2 separate regions of the Rattus norvegicus genome follow, and region 2 is linked to region 1. The links are chromatin contacts, called in public Hi-C maps. All regions are on one chromosome and are shown on one strand. Each heading gives the region's core, a stretch centred on a gene start, on an enhancer-like site or on the middle of the called end of the contact. The rest is flanking DNA. Distances are from core to core; before and after follow the strand shown. Region 1 holds the start of Ppargc1b (PPARG coactivator 1 beta). Region 2 has its middle 53 kb from the start of Ppargc1b.

What was found. A called contact is a pair of places that touch in the nucleus more often than the background predicts.
Region 2: a Hi-C map of liver shows a contact between it and region 1, with 1.5 times the contacts expected there. The contact joins the enhancer-like site here to the promoter of Ppargc1b in region 1. A contact is called at or near these places in 4 of 12 Hi-C or Micro-C datasets (hepatocytes, kidney, liver and 1 more).

What each region holds. Positions count from the first base shown.
Region 1 is chr18:57,128,933-57,133,320 of GRCr8, reverse strand. Ppargc1b (PPARG coactivator 1 beta) reads left to right here and starts at 1,855. Exons shown (of 12, transcript NM_176075.3): 1 at 1,855-1,965. The coding sequence starts at 1,888. Mir3557 (microRNA 3557) reads right to left here; the gene lies at 4,309-4,388. It overlaps Mir378 (microRNA 378), which reads left to right and starts at 4,335; the gene lies at 4,335-4,388.
Region 2 is chr18:57,182,349-57,186,716 of GRCr8, reverse strand. No RefSeq gene overlaps it. Among named protein-coding and RNA genes, the nearest start is that of Ppargc1b, 53 kb to the right of the region's middle. Within about 2 kb of position 2,871, at least 11 of the 93 cell types and tissues checked have an H3K27ac peak or open chromatin away from gene starts, as enhancers often do. A contact at or near this core is called in liver, where this site is marked.

The DNA of each region.
Region 1 (4,388 bases), core at 606-3,105:
AGGGAAGGTATTTTCTACTCCTACAAGGGTATTTTCTCCTCCAGGAGCTTAGCACTCCCCCTAAGGTCAGGCCCTGTGCCAAGCACTTTACATATTTTATCTCTTTATCTTCATAACCTCATTGTGAGTAAGTGATTTTACTATCGACATTTCTACAGATGTGAAAGTGAAGGCCTGAGACTGGGCGACTTGCTGGGGTTCAAAACCAGGCAGTCACATTACTGAGCTGCCCAGTGCTGGAACAAGAGCCAGTGTGGGCTGGACCAGAACCCAGGACTCCTCGGAGGCTAGCTGTACATTCTCTCTGTTGGCAGCACTGTTCCTTAAAAGCGTGCTGGCCTGAAGCCCAAAGAGTGAAATCACACCCTGCGGTTCTGGGAACCTCAGACTGGAGAAGAAGGAAGCTGCTTCTGTGAGGCTCAAGTCTGAGCAGGTGTGCTGGGACTGTTTCCTCTTCTTGCTGGAAGGAGCCTGCTCGCCCTGGCAGGGTGGGGCAGCCCTTGTCAGTACCCTGTGGGAGCAGGGCGGGAGGCAGGTGTGCCCAATAAACAGGTCTGAGTCTTCCTGCCTTCCAGCCTTTATTCAGCTCCAGTACACCCCCAACCTCCCGCCCTACCTACCCCCCAACCCCCGCCCCGTGCACACACCTAGATGCCTGCCTGGCAAGCAGGGAAGTGATGAGAGTTCAAGGTTGGAGTCAGAAGGCTTGCTTCCTGGCTCTGGTTCAGGCCTCTCCTGGTGTGCACTCCTGACCTTCAGCTCCCTCATGTGTGTAGTGGTGGTGGTAGTGGCGGGGAGGCAAAACCTTCCAGCCTTTTCAGTTAACACACTATTTATTAACCGCCTCCGGTAAGCTGGAGAAATAGCCAAAGCGAAGTTTAAGCCGGGTTTCATGCATCTTAGACTCTAGCAAGGACAGACTGACTCAGATCAAGTCTTCATTGAATCGAAGGTACTAGGGCGGCTGAAACACTTCTAAGGGAAGGGTAGCATAGGCTTGAGGTAGGAGAGCAACAAATGGCACTCACAAGGTTGGTGGGTAAGGATGCCCTAAAGATGCCATTCTTTGGAGAATAGCTGATTGGCATGGCAGCTCCTTTTCAGAAGGCTCACACTAAGAAAGCGGAGAAGACCAATGGGCCCTGGAGGCTGACAGAAGCTTAGCCAATTCTAGACACTGGGCTACAGTAAAAGACATGATTGAAAATTTTTTTCAACGGGGGTTATTGGCTGGGCCTGGGGGAGAGAGATGTTAGGCTTAATAGGAAATGGGGGGGTTGCTTCAAAGAAAACAGGAATGCCACCCTCTCTGAGAAGCCTTCTCTGATTTCTCCGCCGCCTTTGACCTGTGCGAGTCTCCCTCCCTCTCTGGCCTTGCAGTCTGGGTAGAGAGAGAACTTAGGCCTCCGAAGATATCTCTTTTGCTGTTGCGGAGTACTGCGGCTTCAAACGCGGTTCTAAGCCTCCTGGAGCCTCAGTTTCCCCAGCTGTGTAGAAGCAGGTTGTCTGGCAAGGGCCCGCCCAGCGCTAACGCAACGTGATTCGCTCTAGCAGTAAGGAGGGGGTGCCCGCATTGCTGCGCAGGCACCAGGCTGCTGGCCCGGGCACCGCCACCTGGCTGCCGGCGCTTTTTTTCCCTGCGGGGGGCTGCGAGACCTGGTCGCCGCGCCAGACTCTGAGCAGGAAAAGCGGGGGTGCGACCCCAGGCTCTCGCGGCCCCGCCCCCGCAGCCAGCCCGCCTGCCGCAGCCGGGGGCCCGAGCTCCGCCCTCCACCCGCCCGCCCGGCTGCCTCCTCCCTCCTCCTCGCTCGCTGGCTCGCTCGCTCGCTCCCTCCCCCGGGCGGGCTCGGCGCTGACTCCGCCGCACGCTGCAGCCGCGGCTGGAAGATGGCGGGGAACGACTGCGGCGCGCTGCTGGATGAAGAGCTCTCGTCCTTCTTCCTCAACTATCTCTCTGACACGCAGGTACTGCCAGCTGGGAACGCAGGCCAGGGACTAGGGTGCAGAGCCGCGGGGCTGCAGCCGCAGCTGCAGAGGAAGGAGTGCAGCGGTGGGCGCACCGGGGCGATCGGGGGGTTCAGGCTGCAGAGCCCCCCCTTCCACGTGCCTTGCCCTGCGCTCCGTTACAGTCGTAGCAAGCTGCAGGTCGCCGGCGCATGCTGTAGCATTGGGGGATACAGCTAGGGCCACCTAGAGTCTACTGTCCCCCACCGGCAAAGTTGAGGGGTACTACGATTCCTCTGGCAGGTAGAATCCAGCCAGGGTCGGGGGATCCCTAAAGGCTGGCTCTGGGTTTTGTAGGCGCGTCCTCGGCGCCCGGCACTTGCTGCCGTACTTTCACGTGCACTTGTGGCGGGGCTAAGGGAGATGATCGATAGCCCTGGAGTCCCCTCGTTCTCCAGCATCGGGTACCCCGTAGCCCCCCACCTGCTCTGGCAGCGCAGAGTTTCCTGTCAGTTGCTGGCTAGGGGGATAGGGGTCGGCGGGGCACGTGGACATGCGGGCGGAGATTGCGTCTTCCAGCTCTCACTATCCGGAGGAGACCCGCTAGGAAAGAGCAAGGCAGGATCCGGGCGGAAGGACTATCTCGGGGGTGCCTGGGTCCCCCTGCGGCGCGCGGCCCCGGCGCGCGCTCCACGATGCAGGGGGAAGGGAAGGTGAGGCGGCGTCCCGGGCTCTGGCTGAGACTGGGAGCCTCACCGGCTACAAGCGCATGACAGGAGTGTGCCCTGGTGTATGGGAGGGAGGACGAGGAAGCTGCGGTCTTGGAGACTAAAATGGGGGTTTGCTGCTGGGACAAGCAGTTGCGGGGAAATGTGTGCACGCGGCGTGGGGGCCCCCACCTCTTCCTCGGTTTCCCCCAGCCCATGCCTGTTGCAAGCCTAAAGTTTGGCTCCCGAGTTAGGGCTTTTACTCCTGGCTCCTGGCTGTGTGTCCCCGAGAGGCTGGGAATGCGACAGAGCCTGGGAGGAGACCCCGGATGAGGGGACACGCCTGGGTACGAAGAGGGGCTGCAAGGCGGAAACCCGCGGGACTCGCGGGGACCGGCTGAGTACCTGGTGTGGAAGCGTTTGTGCCGGCCCGTTTTGCATAACACTGGGAGGGAGGGGAAGGGGGGGCGGGAGGTGGGAGGAGAGAGGGAAACTTTGCTTCTGGTTAGAATCTACCAGTCTTTGGGCGGTAGCAGCTGTCATGGGACCGGGTGGGCGGGGAGAGGCTTGCAAGCTGACTCCTTGCAGTGAGACGCGACTTGGAATGGGGACGCCACGGCCGAGACGTTCTGCTCCGGGAAGACTCCTGGTAGCGACTTCAGGCTGGCGACTAGGACAGGCGTCGTGGCGGGGTGTCGCCGAGAGGAAGCCCGCCACGCGCGGGAGACGGCGGTCCGTAGCTCTATACAAACGCCGTGGCGTCCGGGAGCCGCGGGGCCGCGTGGTGTGTGGCTGGCGCGCTCGGGTGGGTTCATACATAGCAGAGGCCCAAGGGGCTGGTGGCGAGTGGTCGCGCTTCTTCAGGTCGGGAGGGGTTGTTAATGAGCATGAGCGGGCTGTGCGCGGGTGTGTGTGTGTGTGTGTGTGTGTGTGTGTGTGTGTGTCCCCTGAGCGTGTGCACACGCCGCGCGCGCCAGGCGCGTACCTTTACCTCTGACGAAACTGCAGTGGAGCTCCCAGCAGCGTCGCTGGGCACGGTCACACGCCCGGTGTTTGTGTCTGCCCACGGCGGGCCTTAGCCTCAGCACCCCGGGAGTGGACAGCGTGGAACCAGGACAGGAGGTGGTAGGGATATGGGGGTCCCGGACAAGACTTGCACCCCAGATCTTGATTGCTTGGAGTCGTGTCTGTATCTTTACACTTAAGAACCGAGTAGAACAGGCCCAAAAATAGCCAGTGAGACTCTTTCACCCATACCAAGGTTGTCCGCTCTGGATAGGACCCTCTTTAACTCTAGCTTTGGTGTTTGTCTCACCGCTAATTGTTTGCCCTTTTAGCCACCAGCCTATCCTACTCAGTAGGTAGTTTCCTTGCTTCACCCAAGAAAATTGGGTAATCAGTTGTCAGCAGAAACAGTGCAGTGAAAGTTAATTTGGGACGTTTGCTCCCCCCATCCCCTTTAACTTAATCACGTGACAGGCCGAAGATCTCCGGGTGATCTTTGCCGGGCCAACTTGGGATATGTAATTGATACCAGGAGCGTTGCAGCCGCCCCTAGAAGGCTCCGAGCTGAGCGGGAATGGGCGGGGCAGCCCGCCGCCTCATTTTACAGTTGGGGAAGAGGCTGTGAGGGGTGAGCTGCTTGTCCACGACCACTCAGCCAGGGGGTGACAGAGCCACCCAGGGCTCCTGACTCCAGGTCCTGTGTGTTACCTCGAAATAGCACTGGACTTGGAG
Region 2 (4,368 bases), core at 1,622-4,121, 52 kb before region 1:
TCCCTGAGGATGGAGGGAGATAGATTGCTCAGATTCAGGCTCATGAGTAACTCGCTACATGGTTGGACTGCCTGGTACCTAGTTTTCATCTGGAACTACCCAGGGCTTCGCTTTCAGAGTGGGCTCATACCTTGGTGTCTACTTGGCAGCCATGTGGTATTAGGCAAGTCGATTCAACTCCATAAATAGGGAATAATCGTGGCACAAGGATTCCCTAAATGAAACCTTGGAAAGTTCTGAAGACAGTTCTGCTGGATGTTCTGGTGTACAGCTCTCAGGAGGCATAAGCATGGTTTATACAACAAGTTCCAGGCCAGCCAGGGCAGCATAGAGAGACTCTGCCTCCAAAAAACCAATCAACCAACCAGTGTTCTACACATAGTAGTTACTCAATAAAAATCAGCTCTAGGCTGAGACAGGAAGATCATGAGTTTGAGGTTAACCTGGGCTACATACATAGTAAGACCCACTCTCAAAGAAACAAAAATCAGCTTTTGGTCTGAGGAGATAGCTCAGTTAGTAGTGAGTTCTTGCCTCATAGGCATGAAGCCCTCACATACTAGTAATCTAAGCTGCTGGTAGGGGAATCAGAAGTTCAAGGTCATCCTAGATTATATGACAAGTTTGAGGCCAGCCTGGGCAGCATGAGATCCTGCCGTTTTATATATATATATAATATATATAATAGTTTTAATGTATATAATATTATAATTATATATAATTACATAATTATATATATAATATTATATATATAATAGTTTATATATATATAATAGTTTTAATAATACTTATTTATCTCCTTTCCTTCCTGTTCTTAGAATAAAGAAGCACTGCAAATTATATAGAGGGAAAATATGAATGGCTATTACTATCCAGTCAAATATATACTTATCATAATGAGATAATTTCCAAAAGACAAGTGTCTTCAGTGAGCTTGGGCGCTCTTCCTTCACAGTCTCAGCCCTGTCTCTGAAGATGTGTGGTATCCACTTATCCACCCCCGAGTATCCCCGAGCCAGAGACCTTACTGAATCAGTCAAGTGTGGCTGATTTCTGCTCTCTCAGACAGGCAAGCATAAGAGACACCTAAAAGTGTTACCGCCGCGTCTGTTTGTTTCTTTTTATAACCCCAACAAATTAACAGTCGATCCGAAATTTATAATTGTTGTCTGAAGGATTATACTTGGAAATGCAATGTACTGATGATGATAATTTGTAGGGAAACTCATTTTATACGTAATACATTTTATGTCCCCAAGTTAATACCTTGTGACCTAGATAGAAAGGGATTGCACCCATTTTAATCCTCCTTTAACTTTGTACCCACCCCACTCTGTCTCTCCTACTGCAGCAGAATTTTCCCACGGGGTGTTCACACTGGCAGCAACCCTCCATTCTGTTCTGGGCACACACCCATCTCCCCCTGGCTAAAATCAGCTTCTGGTTGGAGAAATCAATGTCCCAGAGAGTTAGGACATGAAGGGGTGGTCTGGGGATCTTCTGGGAACGAGGGCCATCCATCTCCCTGCCAGAGATCCTTTGTCTCTTTTCTGAGAGAAGGAAACCCCCTTTTACTTATCATTAAAAACTTAGGTGAGGCTCTTCTGTAATCCCCGTATTTGAGGCAGGAGGGTCTTGAGGTTAAGGATATCCTGGGCTCAGAGTAAAATCATTTCTCAAAAAAATGAAAAAACAAAACAAACAGTGGCTGGAAAGATGCATCAGCCGATAAGAACGGTGACTGCTCTCTCAGATCCAAGTAGGGGATCACCTTCTTCTGACCTCCTTGGGCACACATTCACACACACCCCTTTAAAACAGCCTACAAGACTGGTAGTGGGCAGAGTTTACCATGCAAGCACCAGGATTGAGTTCAGATTCCTGGCACCCACCCCACAGTGCTAGGTGGGCATGGTGGTTACCTATTCTTCCTGTGCTTGGAAGGCAGAGGCAGTGGATCCTTTAAGCAAGCTGATAGATAGATAGATAGATAGATAGATAGATAGATAGATAGATAGATAGATAGATAGATAGACAGACAGACAGACAGGCTTGGGGATGTACACCATCAATCTCCTTTAATCAGAAAGCAGAGACAGGTGGATCTCTGTGTGTACAAGGCCAGCCAGTGTTAACTGGTGAGACCGTGTCTCAAAAAAATAAATAGACAAAGAAAAACTCCCAACAAAACAAAAGCAGTGAAATTGTAGACTTTCACGTTCCCTTAGATGCCCCACAGCACAAGTCCCCCGTTTTACCAGCAAGGGACCGAAGGTTGTATTGGATGACATTTCACAGGCCATGTTATTGTGAGTACCAGCTGGGACGGCCCTAATATTGCTGTGTCGGTGTGAGGGTGAGAATACACCCTTCTGGACCGAGCAGAACTTTGTCTGTGTAATGGAAATGATCATGTACAACGACCAAACCTTCATCAAGACATCATGCAGAGAAGAGTTAATGGACAGGCAAGTAATTTATAAAATATTAAAGAAGCCTGGCAGGTGAAGTAGGATCAGATATATAGTAAGAGGAAACATTATTGAATGGGTTAAACAGCACACACACACACACACACACACACACAAACACAGGCACACACACACTCACACACACATACACACACATACATACACACATACACACATACATACATATACACACACTCACACACATACACACATACACACATATACACACACTCAAACACACACACACATACACACACACACACACACCAACTCAACCATTTATTAAGCAGCTACTATGCGCCACTTTACACACTCTCCTGTGAGCCCTCCGCACCACCCCCCAGAGACCTTTCCCAATCTCTTGCTGGGGGCAGGGCATCTTGCCAGGAGTCACATGGCTGGTGTTGTATGGTGGAGCCAAGATTTGAGTCAGCACGGCAGGATCTCCTGCAGGCAGTGGAACGGGGCCTGGGTAGGCTGGGGAGAAGGTCAGGAGAATAAGAAGGTGAAAAGTAGGATAGGCATCCCCCTGTGGATCACCCAGGCCAAGACAAGGCCCCAAGGGCTCCAGAGAACTTCTCAGAAAAGAAGCAGGAACTGGAGACAATGGTTAAAGTTTTGTAAGAGTTTCTAACTCTGAATTGCTTCCCCATACTTGTTCTACTGCTCAAGCTTTGTGCCTATAGGAAGAAGGGGTGAGACCCACCCTTCTGGCTGCGAATATTTCTCAATGTCCCATTATGGTATCAGGCACGTCAAGGGCATGGAGCTAGGGTCCATCTCTTTACAGATGGAGGAGCGTCTTTGAGTCCTGCTCTGTGCCTACGGTGACTGGGTAAGAGAACACCAAATTACAAGAGAAACAGAAAGCTCATGGGTCTCCAAAGCCCTCAGAGAAAAAGGGGAACACAGGAAGGGATGTGAGCGTCGCTACACCCCAGAGCACTGGGTAGGCGGAAAAGGGAGATGACTTGGCCTTGTCTCTGCAGCAGGCTACCTCAGGGCTAAAACTGCCCTTGAACTGGCCTATGTCCTCCCTGGCCTTCCAGGCCCTCAAGTTTCTCTTCCTCCTCCCTCCTCCCTCCCCCTGCTCCACAAGGGCCCACCCGCATTCTTAGGAATCATAGACTAAAAATAAACATTTGCCACCAGACTAGGGCACAAGGGCGAACTGGTTCAACAGAGGTCTTGTGGACAGTGGGATGGGTTTGGTGCACGATGGGAGAGAGGGCCTCCCCCTCTGTCCCCTCCACTCCAAACTGGCAATGAAAACAATTCTTTCTTTAGTATGGCTCTTGGACAGCGAGACTTGCCCTCAGCTCTGTGACCTTCTATGGCTGGGACTATTTGGATCTCCAGTAATGTCACTGTGCCTGCTGGAGAGATAGAGCATGTGGCAAAAAATAGCTTCACCCCCTTGCAATATTCCTACCATAACTGGACACGGCAAGCCTTTATCAGCCCAAAGGCATTTTCCCCACTGGAGCAAAGGTACTTTTCTGGGAAGGCAGAACCCATGACTGTCCAGCCTAGAGAACACATAATGGGGGGCTCCCATTACAGAGAGCATGGCTGGAATCCTACAGAAGAGAGTCCAGCCTTAGGAACGGGAGGCAGGGTGAGAGGTGGGGGCCCACGTCAACTGGCGGCACACATCTGTCATCTAAGGAACCTTCCTGGGTCTTAGCTGTCCTCTACTCTCCTGCCTGTGTCGCTGACAGACATGAACCCTCTCCTGAGACTTTCATGATGGACACAGGGAATAGTATTCCTACTGAGTCATTGCCTATGCTTTGTCTACAAGAGTCCTGGGGCCCAAAGACCCTTCCTGGCCTTGTATTAGCTCCATATTTAGCCACAGAGAGACTGCGCCTCCAGGTCAGGGGGCCTGGGCTCC